Regions from separate parts of the Sus scrofa genome. Here region 1 is linked to region 2. The links are chromatin contacts, called in public Hi-C maps. All regions are on one chromosome and are shown on one strand. The core of a region is the stretch at or near the end of the contact, and the rest is flanking DNA. Distances in the headings are between cores, read along the strand shown. Region 1 overlaps TENM4 (teneurin-4). Region 2 overlaps TENM4 (teneurin-4).

Region 1 (4,862 bases), core at 1,133-3,632, 150 kb before region 2:
AATGAAAAATTTAAATTCTTCGTTTTCATTCTTATATTTTGAAATGTATGTATTATAGCACATATCAATTCGAAGTAGCCATATTTCAAGGGCTTAATAGCCACACATGGCCAGTGGCTACTGTATTAGACAATGCAGGCCTAGACTCCTAAATCTGTTTTTTTTTAGGGCTGCATCTGTGGCACATGGAAGTTTCCAGGCTAGGGGTCGAATCGGAGCCTCAGCTGCCAGCCTACACCACAGCCACAGCAGCGTGGGATCTGAGCCACGTCTGTGACCTACACCACAGCTCATGGCCACGCTGGATCCTTAACCCACCAAGCAAGGCCAGGGATCGAACCTGCAACCTCAGAGAGAAAATGGCGGGTCCTTAACCCACAGAGCCACAATGGGAAGTCCTAGTCGCCTAAACTTTTTATTTTAGTGCATATACAGTGTGAGACTGAAGAATTAAGGAATATCCAGGACCCACCCGTTCCCATTGGCACGCCTCCATTCACCTGTTCATTCATGCACAGTGTTTATTTAATGTCCACTCTTCCTCTCGGGCTTCTGGTAAGAAGTTAAACGAGGGATGCCACGTGTCACCAGCAAGCATCCAGTTCCGTGTCTCACAGGCCAGTGAGTTGGCCACCTACAGGGGACCAGGGTCTGTCCATGGACTGTCTATGGCTGGCACACACTTTGGGTCTGGCCATTGGAATTTCCCCGTGCTGTGTCTTAGAAACAATATAACCCAGCAGGTGTTGTGCTTCGTCTCAAGACAGATTAGCATCCTTCTCCTATACCTGGCCCACTTCATCCGTGAGGTTACCTGTGGGGCTCACTGCAGACTCTTGTGTCCGCGAAGCCTGGATGAGAAATCTCTAAGAAATCCCAAGCTTTGTTAAGACCGAAGGTGGGATGGACCTAGAGAGCCATCTGGTTGCGTTTGACCATCTTTGCATGTATTCTCGAGTCACCTGGAGCAGTGACCCTCAGGGTCCCAACCTCAGGGTCCCATCCTCTGCCTTGAGGATAGAGATCAAGCATTTCTTAAAAGCTCTACTGGTGATTTTAGTTGAGTTTCTAACATGCTACTGCTGGAAAACCACAGCCCAGAGAGTCTGTTTGTTTTGGCCGGAGTCACAAAATACACCAGTCTCCTAAACGTCCAACCCACTGCTGTTTTCCCCAAACAGCCCTGAAGGCGGAGGGGCCCTGGGAACCTTCCTGAATATTCAGGAGGCGTCCTGCATCAGGAGCTTGGAGCAGGGGAGGCAGGAATCTGTAACTGCTGTGTTGCCTCTTCAGGAACAAAGCCCTTGCCGGTTTACCACTCTGGGAAGATTGCCAGGCTCAAGTATTAATAATAATCTCTTTGTTTTTTAAATGCCTTCTAATTGCATAAATAAAGCTTACTTTCTCTTCTTTAATGGTAATGAGGCTTATTTGACTGATTGGTTGATTAATAATACTCTAATTTCTTTACTGACAAAACACGAAGGCCAAGAGAGGGATGCTGGGTGCTAGTAGCTTGGGGTGCAAAGCAGCCATTCCAGGCATTTTTTTAGCTTCTGCTAGGGTATCTCAGAGAGAGGGGTAGCAATGGCTTCTCTGCAGTCAGATGCTAATAAGTAAGGACCACAGGCATCTTGAGGATGCTGGCCCCTGCATTTCCCTGCAGGGTTAGTTCTGAACACCCTGGTCTGCACGCTATGCAGTATCTGTCCTTTGAGAACCTGTAGGATATAGTTCTGACTGCAATTGACCTGCTTAGTATTGTTCTCACACTTGTAGATGCTGGGAATCCTGGTTGCATTTGGCCTGGTTAGTGTTATTCTCACACTTGTAGGCGCTGGGAATCATGAAATTGATCCTGTTTGTTGTTTCCCATTGCCTGCTAGGAAGCTCAGAGCCAAGCCTGTGTCCTATCAGCAGTAAGCTTAACACATTCCCTGTAATAAGAGCTCACGTTGGTTGAGCATTGACCGTCTACATGGACTCCCTGTAACTGACTTTCTGCAAACTGCAAGTTCCTGAAAAACTAGAGTGCAGCCCTCCTTTTTATAAATCAAGTAATGTTTTCAATGCCCTAGAGGAGTAAAGAACTCATTTAAATCGGAGATCTCGGTGCTGTGAATAATGACCTCCTTACCCCACCGTGTTTGCAGTGTCATTTGCTGGTTTTCAGTGTCATTTGCTGACCTACAGAGGAGGCCAGCTGGGCCCGGCTGCTGCCTCCGAGTTGGCTGTGAACGTCGGCTTTCTTTTCCTGAGCCCAGAAAAGCCCCTGCTCTAGCTACAACTCGCAGACCGGAGCCCAGCCCTGATGGGGGGCCCGCAGCTGTAGACGGCTTTGCACTGTCACGCACTGGCCCAGAGACAAAGGGAAATGGGAAGGCTTTTATTGGTCACCTGCCTCCTTGCAAGGGGCTCCTGATAGATAACAGATGGAGAGACGAGGGAGTTAATGAGGTCGGCGTTCTGGCCAAATGCTTTCCGTCTTCCTCTCACCACTGAGTCCCTTGGAAAAGAATGTTGTGCTGGGCAGGCGGGGCAGGGAGAGCTGGAAAAGCCGAGCTTTCCCCAGAGGTGTTGCGGGGGAGGGCGGTGGGGTGGGGTGAGAATAGGGGGCCCTGATCCAGTTCATCTCAATTCCAAGAATATGGATTAAGAGCTTCCTGCATCACCCCCACCCCCATGAGGTCCTCCAAAACACCCTTCCATGTAGTTGTCATTATGCCTATGTTATAGCTAAGCTGCTGAAAAGACTCAGAGATGTTAAGTAACTGAGCCGAGATCACACAGCCAGCCTGGGACTCATCTGGGATCTGAGGGGACTCTCCCCCTCTGCCTAAACCTAATACACCACGCTGCTTCTCCAAGCAGTTCCACCACTCACTGCGTCACGCATTCCTCCTAAAATTGTTTTCAGGCTTGCATCTTGAGGTCCCATTTCCGACGCATCTCTTCTTGCTGTAGTGAGGAAATGGGGGTGGGAAGGAGACTGGTCTTCAAAGCAGCGCTGGGAGAAGGGATGGAAGGAGCAGGTTAACACTTGGAAAATTTGTTTTTCGGTTCTAGCCGGGGGTAGTGGAAATTTATTCGTCAGGGCTAGCGTCCACTTCCTGGCGGGCTCCCAGCCCTGAGCCAGATGGTCTTTGTTGAATCTGGTCATTTTCAGAGAAAGATCCAGGCTGTTCTCGATGAACAGAGTTCATGGAACCCCCCGGGGACCCCCCGTGCACAGTGTGCCACATGGCGCTTTACAAGCTCCTCAGCTGCCCGGGCTCTCTCACAGCTGCCCTGTGAGGCAGGCTCATTGCTGACCCCATTTTATGGGTGAGAAAACTGAGTCCCCAAGACATTTGCTCATCAAGGGCAGCGCTGGGGCCCATCGAGTGCAGGAAGATGCAGGCCTGGTGCCCGGCACATCTGGGCACACATAGCCTTTGGAACTTGAGATTCCTAGCTCTGAGGCTTTTTCTCTCCAGAAAAAGTAATCCATCCCCAAGGCTATTTTTCTCAAACAATAAGGAAACCCTTGCTGGGCTGTGACCTCATGTTCCTCACAGGCCCTGCTGGGGTCTCCGTGGACCGCGCACAGGACTTGCTGTCCTCCATGCTGAGGTTATAAGAAACTGAATGTTGGCGGCATCACATCTTTCTTTAGAGGAACTCTGAGGTCTGCCCCAGGATTTGTCTTTGGGGGGGTCGGGGAAGAAATTTGAGAGGCTGTGGGGGAAGAAGGCTCTGGCTTTGTTTTGTAAAGATCTGTGCTTTTGAAACAGTTTCATCCCCAAATTCATAACATCCCTCCTCCTAAAAAAGAAGAAAAATCCCTCCCCCCCAAAGAAAGTGTAAGCTCCCTCTCTCTGTGTGTATTTCCATCCAGCAGCAGCAGCAGCCCCCAGACCCAATGGCAGGTGGGAAGAGCTGTTCTCAGGAGTCCCCGGTGCGGCTCAGATAGAGCTGAGGGTGGGCCGAGGGCTCAGACCCAAGCCATACCAAGAGGGAGAAGGCAGCTTGGACTCTGGAGGAACCATCAGAGCGTCGAGAGCACTTGAATCCAACAGAGAAGGGGACCCATCAGAGTGAATAGCAGGGGCGAGGAGCGGGGCGGAGAGGGGCACTGATGCTTGCTGAGGGCCCTTCGGTGCCAGGTTGTCGCCACACACATTCTCCTCCTTTTCCCCAACCACCCCAGGAAGTTTCAAGATGAAGAAGTTGAGGCTCAGAGTCCCAACAACATGTCCATAGTTTTACAGAAGCAGAAATGACACCAGAGCCCAAGTTTCTGAAGCCAGAGCTGGAGACAGGATCAGAAAGGTGCCAGGCTTGCTAACATGGCAGCAAGCAGTCCTTGTGTGCCCAGCCTGCTATACAGTGTGGGGACACAGCTATGTGATCATGAATTTAAGTATGAATCCATTCAGACATGCCGTTCTGGGTTAAAGATCCAGACCTGTGCTGCCCAGCATGCTTGGCTTATGGGCTATTTTAATTTGGTTAAAATAAAATAAAATAGAGTCTCCTGGTGACCTAGCAGTTAAAGATTTGGCACTGCAGTGCCATGGGTTCAATCCCTGGCCGAGGAACTTCTGCATGCTATGGGCATGGCATGCATGGCATGGCATGGCACGGCACGAAATGAAATGAAATGAAACAAAGCGAAAATGAAATTCAGTGCCTGGATTGCATTAGCCACATTTCGAATGCTTAAATCTGCATGTGCCTAGTACTGTATGGGCCCGCCCAGGTGGGTATAACGTGCTGTCACTGCAGAAGGTTCTATTGGACAGTGCTGGTCTAGAGGGTACAAAGCCAGCCAGATGCAAAAGAGAATGGTGTGAGTCACCTCTGGGTCTGAACCCCAGCCT
Region 2 (4,765 bases), core at 180-2,679:
TGTTTTAGATCTTGTTTTAAAGGAAAAGAAACCTGTGAGTGGAAGCGCCACGAGGAGTTTTTTTGGGTGAGAAATATCACCCACTATATCCCCGAAGTTGCCAAACGCTGTTGAGACAGATCCGCACGCTCGCTATTGTGTAATGTCTTGGAAATGCCACCCGCGTGTTGATTTTTCTATTCTCAGCTTACAGGGCAAAATGGTGTTCACTTTCTCTATTTATTTTTGGAGAAAGTTCAGGAGGAAGAAGAAATTCCTTTGGCATGTTTTGAAGCGGACAGAAACACCACCTGGCTTTTTGTGGTGAAAATGTGGGAAATTTCAGTTTCCGAGTGTCTGTTCTGGAGGAAGCCAGCTGAACTTTGAGGCTTGGTTCCTGGGCATTGGATGCAGAGGCGAGGGTGCCTGGCAGGGGCCGAGCTGCTCGGGAAAGTCAGCTTGTGGTTGGTGGTTGAAAGTGCAGCCTGGGGTTCTTCCTGAGCCTCCAGGGTCATAGACTCCAGGTGAGAGGCCCTCTCATTGTCAGCCTTACATGCCCAAGGAAAAGATGACATTGAAAACATCCCCCCACAAGGAGGAATGCAGATCTCACCAGCCATTTAACTCCTTCGGCCTGCTTGGAGAAGGCAGACTGCAGAAGAGGTGGGGCTCCTGGGCTCCAGGCTCTCTGGATCCACGCCGTTGACTTTGCAAGGCAGCCCACCTCAGTTTCCAGATCTGTAAAATGGGGATGCCCAGAGTTGTCATGGCAACTCTATGAGCTAACGAGTTCCTTTGTCCTTAGCACGAACTAAACAAACGTTCATTATTGGCGTGATTAGACTTGCCACTGAAATTGTATTTAAATGTGTAAAGGAACAGATTAAAAGTGTATGCATGTGTGTGCGTCTTAGAACTGGTCTTCCAAGAAAAGTGATTTAAATGTGTGAGAAAGGAACACATGGTCCCCTTAGAGACTGGGATATCCTGGGAAATGTTGTATAAGTTGCTGAGATTGTGTCTTCTCATTGCCAGAGTATTCCAAGGACCAGGGGAGGAGTCAGCCAGTGGCCCAGCTGCTGGCTTTCCGGGGCTGGATCCATATGTTTGGCGGGGTTTGTCCTTCTGGCATCCCAGCCCTGGGGGAGGGGGCCCCCACGTCCCAAGGAATGACAGCCCTGGGTGCCTTCCAGGCAGCTGCTTTGCTGAACATCAGGACGCAGGGGAGGTCTGAGGCACGCCAGGGAAAGGGAGGTTCGGCGCTCTCCTGGCTCGGGTGGGCCTCGTAGGCCGGGGGGCCCACGGAGAGGGGAGGGGACCCCCAGGCCTGAGCCGCTGCACTGGCTGCCGTGTTGATGAGCTCCATCTGGAAACCTCCCCCCAGCAGCAGCACCAGCAGTGTAGCCCAACGCTCTGGCAGCGCATGATCCCGATTCATCTCCTCCTTGAGCCCACAGGCCTTCCTTACTGGCCGTGGACTTGGCGTCAACCCCCCACTGGCTGCCAGGCGAAGCAGGGCAGTGGTGACAGTGAACATTTCTTGGCTTCTTCCCACGGCTGGGCTGGTGCTGGGGGCTTCCCGGGGGTGCTCCTCATCACAGTGGGTCCCTGAGATAGGCAGGCAGGATCCCCTCCTTGGCAGAGTAGAAACGGGAGCCCAGAGAGGTCATGTTACATGTGGAAAGTCACACAGCTGGTAAAAAAGCAGTGCTGGGATCCAGGCCCAGCTCTGACTCTAGAATCCGCACTGGTTGCCCTGAAGTGAGTTACCATCTGGCGGAGACGCAGAGATGGTAGTCACAGGGCACAGCGTGCATCCTCTCTGGGTTAACCCGGGCTGGCCCATCCTTAGAGGCTAGATGCTGCCATGGGAACACAGCAGGGTTAGAAACAATACAGCCAGGTTGAGCCCCAGCTCTGCCACCTACTGGTGGTGGGGCAATACACCCTCTAAGCTCCTGCAAATCAGATAAAGATATTCACTTTGCCAGATTCCTGAAACCAATTGTGATAACTGGGTGTCTTGCTCCTTCCTAGGTGAATGTCCTTAAATGGCAAATAGTACTGTGATTGCTATACCTAGGACGGTCAAGTTGCAGGGGGCGGTGGGGAGTCCGCCCCTCCCATCAGGAAGACCAGGCTTGTAATTCCAAGGGTCTTAGGAGGGGAGAGAACTCCAGAGGCCCCCAGGTCCCCAGCTCTCCTGGCAGCTTGCAGCCTGGATATCAGCCCTGGCGGGGGTGGGGGCTCATCTCATTATATAAACTCCCCAGGGCTGGATAATACAACCGCTTCTCATCACCCATTCGAGCATATGAAAGAGTTTGGAAGAGAGTGAAGGAATGTGTTTTTCCTATTAAGCTAACTTTTATCTTTATTGGTCAAGAAAGACTTGGACTCCCTGCTGCAGCACAGTGGGTTAAGGATCCAGTGTTGTCTCTGCAGCGGTTCTGGTCGCTGCTGAAAGCACTGGTTCAATCCCCACCCCGGCACAGTGGGTTAAGGATCCAGTGTTGCTGCCACTGTGATGTAGGTTGCAGCTGCGGCTCAGATTCCATCCTTGGCCTGGGAACTTCCATATGCTGTGGGTGCAGCCAGAAAGAAAGAAGGAAAGAAAGAAAGAAAGAAAGAAAGAAAGAAAGAAAGAAAGAAAGAAAGAAAGAAAGAAAGAAAGAAAGAAAGAAAAGGCAGACTTGCTGAGTGTAGGGTTCTACCCAAGGACCCAGAGTATGACAAGCAGGTGTTTGTTGTCAGACCCGGATTCTGATCCTGGTCTGCTGCTTCCCTCCTGCATGTCACTTGAGCTCTCTGAGCTTCTACTTCCTCCTATGAAGAGGGGACAGTTCTAGCTCCCTGGAAGGGTTGCCGTGAGGACTGAAGGCTGGCTCCGGGGCTGCTGCTGTGGGCAGAGCTTCCAGACTGCAGCTGGACCCCATTTCCAGGAGCGACCTGGTGCTCTCTCTTCACCCTCTGCTCCTCCCCCTCCCCTACAAGGTGGGGCTGAAAAGGCCCCAGCAGATCCAAGATCCCGGAGACGGACACATCACCTGCCAGGTGTGGCTGACCCCAAGCCCTCCTGCAGGAGAGCAGGAAGAGATCTGGCCCCTAGCCAGTGTGGCCTGAGATCCTTTGACCATCTCTGGACTAATGCACAGCTTGGGGCTGCTGCAGGAGCTGCTCTGGGACAGCCTGGAGCCACCGGCAGCCTCATAAATCAGGCCCTGGCCTTCGAAGCTTCTGCAGGCTCCCAGGGAGAGCCTGAGCGCCTTCATCTTCTTGCTGCAGGATCTCTTCCCCTCCCCACCCTGCTGGGTGTGGAGTCTCCAGGGGTGACTGGCCCCTGATTTACAGATGATTCTGATAGCAGCAGCCCTGCCTGGGAGGGGAGACCCAGGAAAGAATGAGTGTGTCCTATGACCTGGCCCTATGGCCTGGCCTCTCAGGCGAGGGAGACAGTTGGAGCTGCCCCAAAGGGAGGGTCCCCCTGCCTCTGGGCCTGGGTGGGCAACACCCATGCCCTACTAGAATTTAGCGCCCCTGGCTAGAAAGATTCATCTGTTCCCTTCAGACAAGGGTGAGCGAAGGAAGGGCCCCCCAGAGTTGACTCCCGAAGGAGAGACACACCACAGATGCATCTGGGTTTGGGGTCAGGTCTGAGTCTCTGTCCCAACACCAGCGCTTCCTAGGTGTGTGGCCTTAGAAAAGTCTTCACACATTGCTGAGCATCGGTTTCTTCATCTGTCACATGGGGTTAATAACTGGCGCTGGTACAGAGCTGGCAGGAGGGGTAAGTGAGCCAGCAGACGTCGGGCACTCTGTGCCGTGACCCTCACACCCTCGGCTCTCAGAGAATGTCCCCCCCCACCCTGTCCTTTCTCCCTCCTCAGCCCGACCCCCTGGGCCACGTGGCTCCAGCTGCACGCTTGGGTCACGGTGCAGGCCTGCTCTCTGCAGGCAGGGACCTATGAATTGCTCTCCAACCATCCCGAGCTTCCAGACCAGCTCTGGCCAATAGAAATCCCTGTCACCATGGAACTACCCTAGGTCTGTACTGCCCCCTCCAGTCCCCAGTATCCACATGTGGCTTCTGAACTTTTGAAATGTGGCTAGTGTGACTGAGGAACTGGCTATTATTTCATTTTAAGTAGAAATTTACATTTATCAAGCTACAGGTGGCTAGCAGCTACCATACTGGACAGCAGAGGTCAAGCACATGAGGAAGACTGGACTTGGCTTGGCATTGATACAACTGTGTGACCTTGGGCAAGTCTGCGCTCGCGGTTGCCTCTTCTGTAAAATACGGGCTGTTGGTAAAACGAAGCCCGCATATGTTCATATAATTATTTAGTGTTTATCGAGCGTGAGGCTGAACTCTGGCCTCTGTACCCTGACACCGAATTGAATCTCACAGACAGAGTTTTGGGTGAAGGCAAAAAGGAGAACTTAATTGCTTTGCCAGGCAAAGGGGACCACAGCGGACTAATGCCACCAAGACTGTGTGTCCCAACCTGGAGAAGGTAGTAGGGAGTCTTCTAGTAAAGTTCAAGGTCTTATAAGGACGGAGAGTGTGATCAGCTCGTGGCGTGGTTGGTGGTGAGGCCATGGGAGTTGGCATCATCACCCTTCTGGTTCCACCTGCTCAGGGGTCTCTGTGTTTGTGGGCAGCACACAGTTAACGTCTTCCATCTGGTGGGGGTTTCGCCATCTGCAAAACAGCTCAAAGGACATGACCGAGAATATTATCTGCGGTCCTTGAGAAGAACTAAAGGTCCTTGACTTTTAGTGG

Evidence for each region. Hi-C and Micro-C count contacts between places; a contact is called where the count stands out from the background.
Region 1: a Hi-C map of skeletal muscle shows a contact between it and region 2, with 4 times the contacts expected there. The contact joins two enhancer-like sites. A contact is called at or near these places in 2 of 47 Hi-C or Micro-C datasets (heart right ventricle and skeletal muscle).

The regions. Positions count from the first base shown.
Region 1 is chr9:13,621,726-13,626,587 of Sscrofa11.1, reverse strand. All of the region lies in intron 2 of TENM4 (teneurin-4), which reads left to right. Among named protein-coding and RNA genes, the nearest start is that of MIR708, 160 kb to the left of the region's middle. Within about 2 kb of position 2,382, at least 22 of the 83 cell types and tissues checked have an H3K27ac peak or open chromatin away from gene starts, as enhancers often do. A contact at or near this core is called in skeletal muscle, where this site is marked.
Region 2 is chr9:13,472,560-13,477,324 of Sscrofa11.1, reverse strand. All of the region lies in intron 3 of TENM4 (teneurin-4), which reads left to right. Among named protein-coding and RNA genes, the nearest start is that of MIR708, 310 kb to the left of the region's middle. Within about 2 kb of position 1,429, at least 10 of the 83 cell types and tissues checked have an H3K27ac peak or open chromatin away from gene starts, as enhancers often do. A contact at or near this core is called in skeletal muscle, where this site is marked.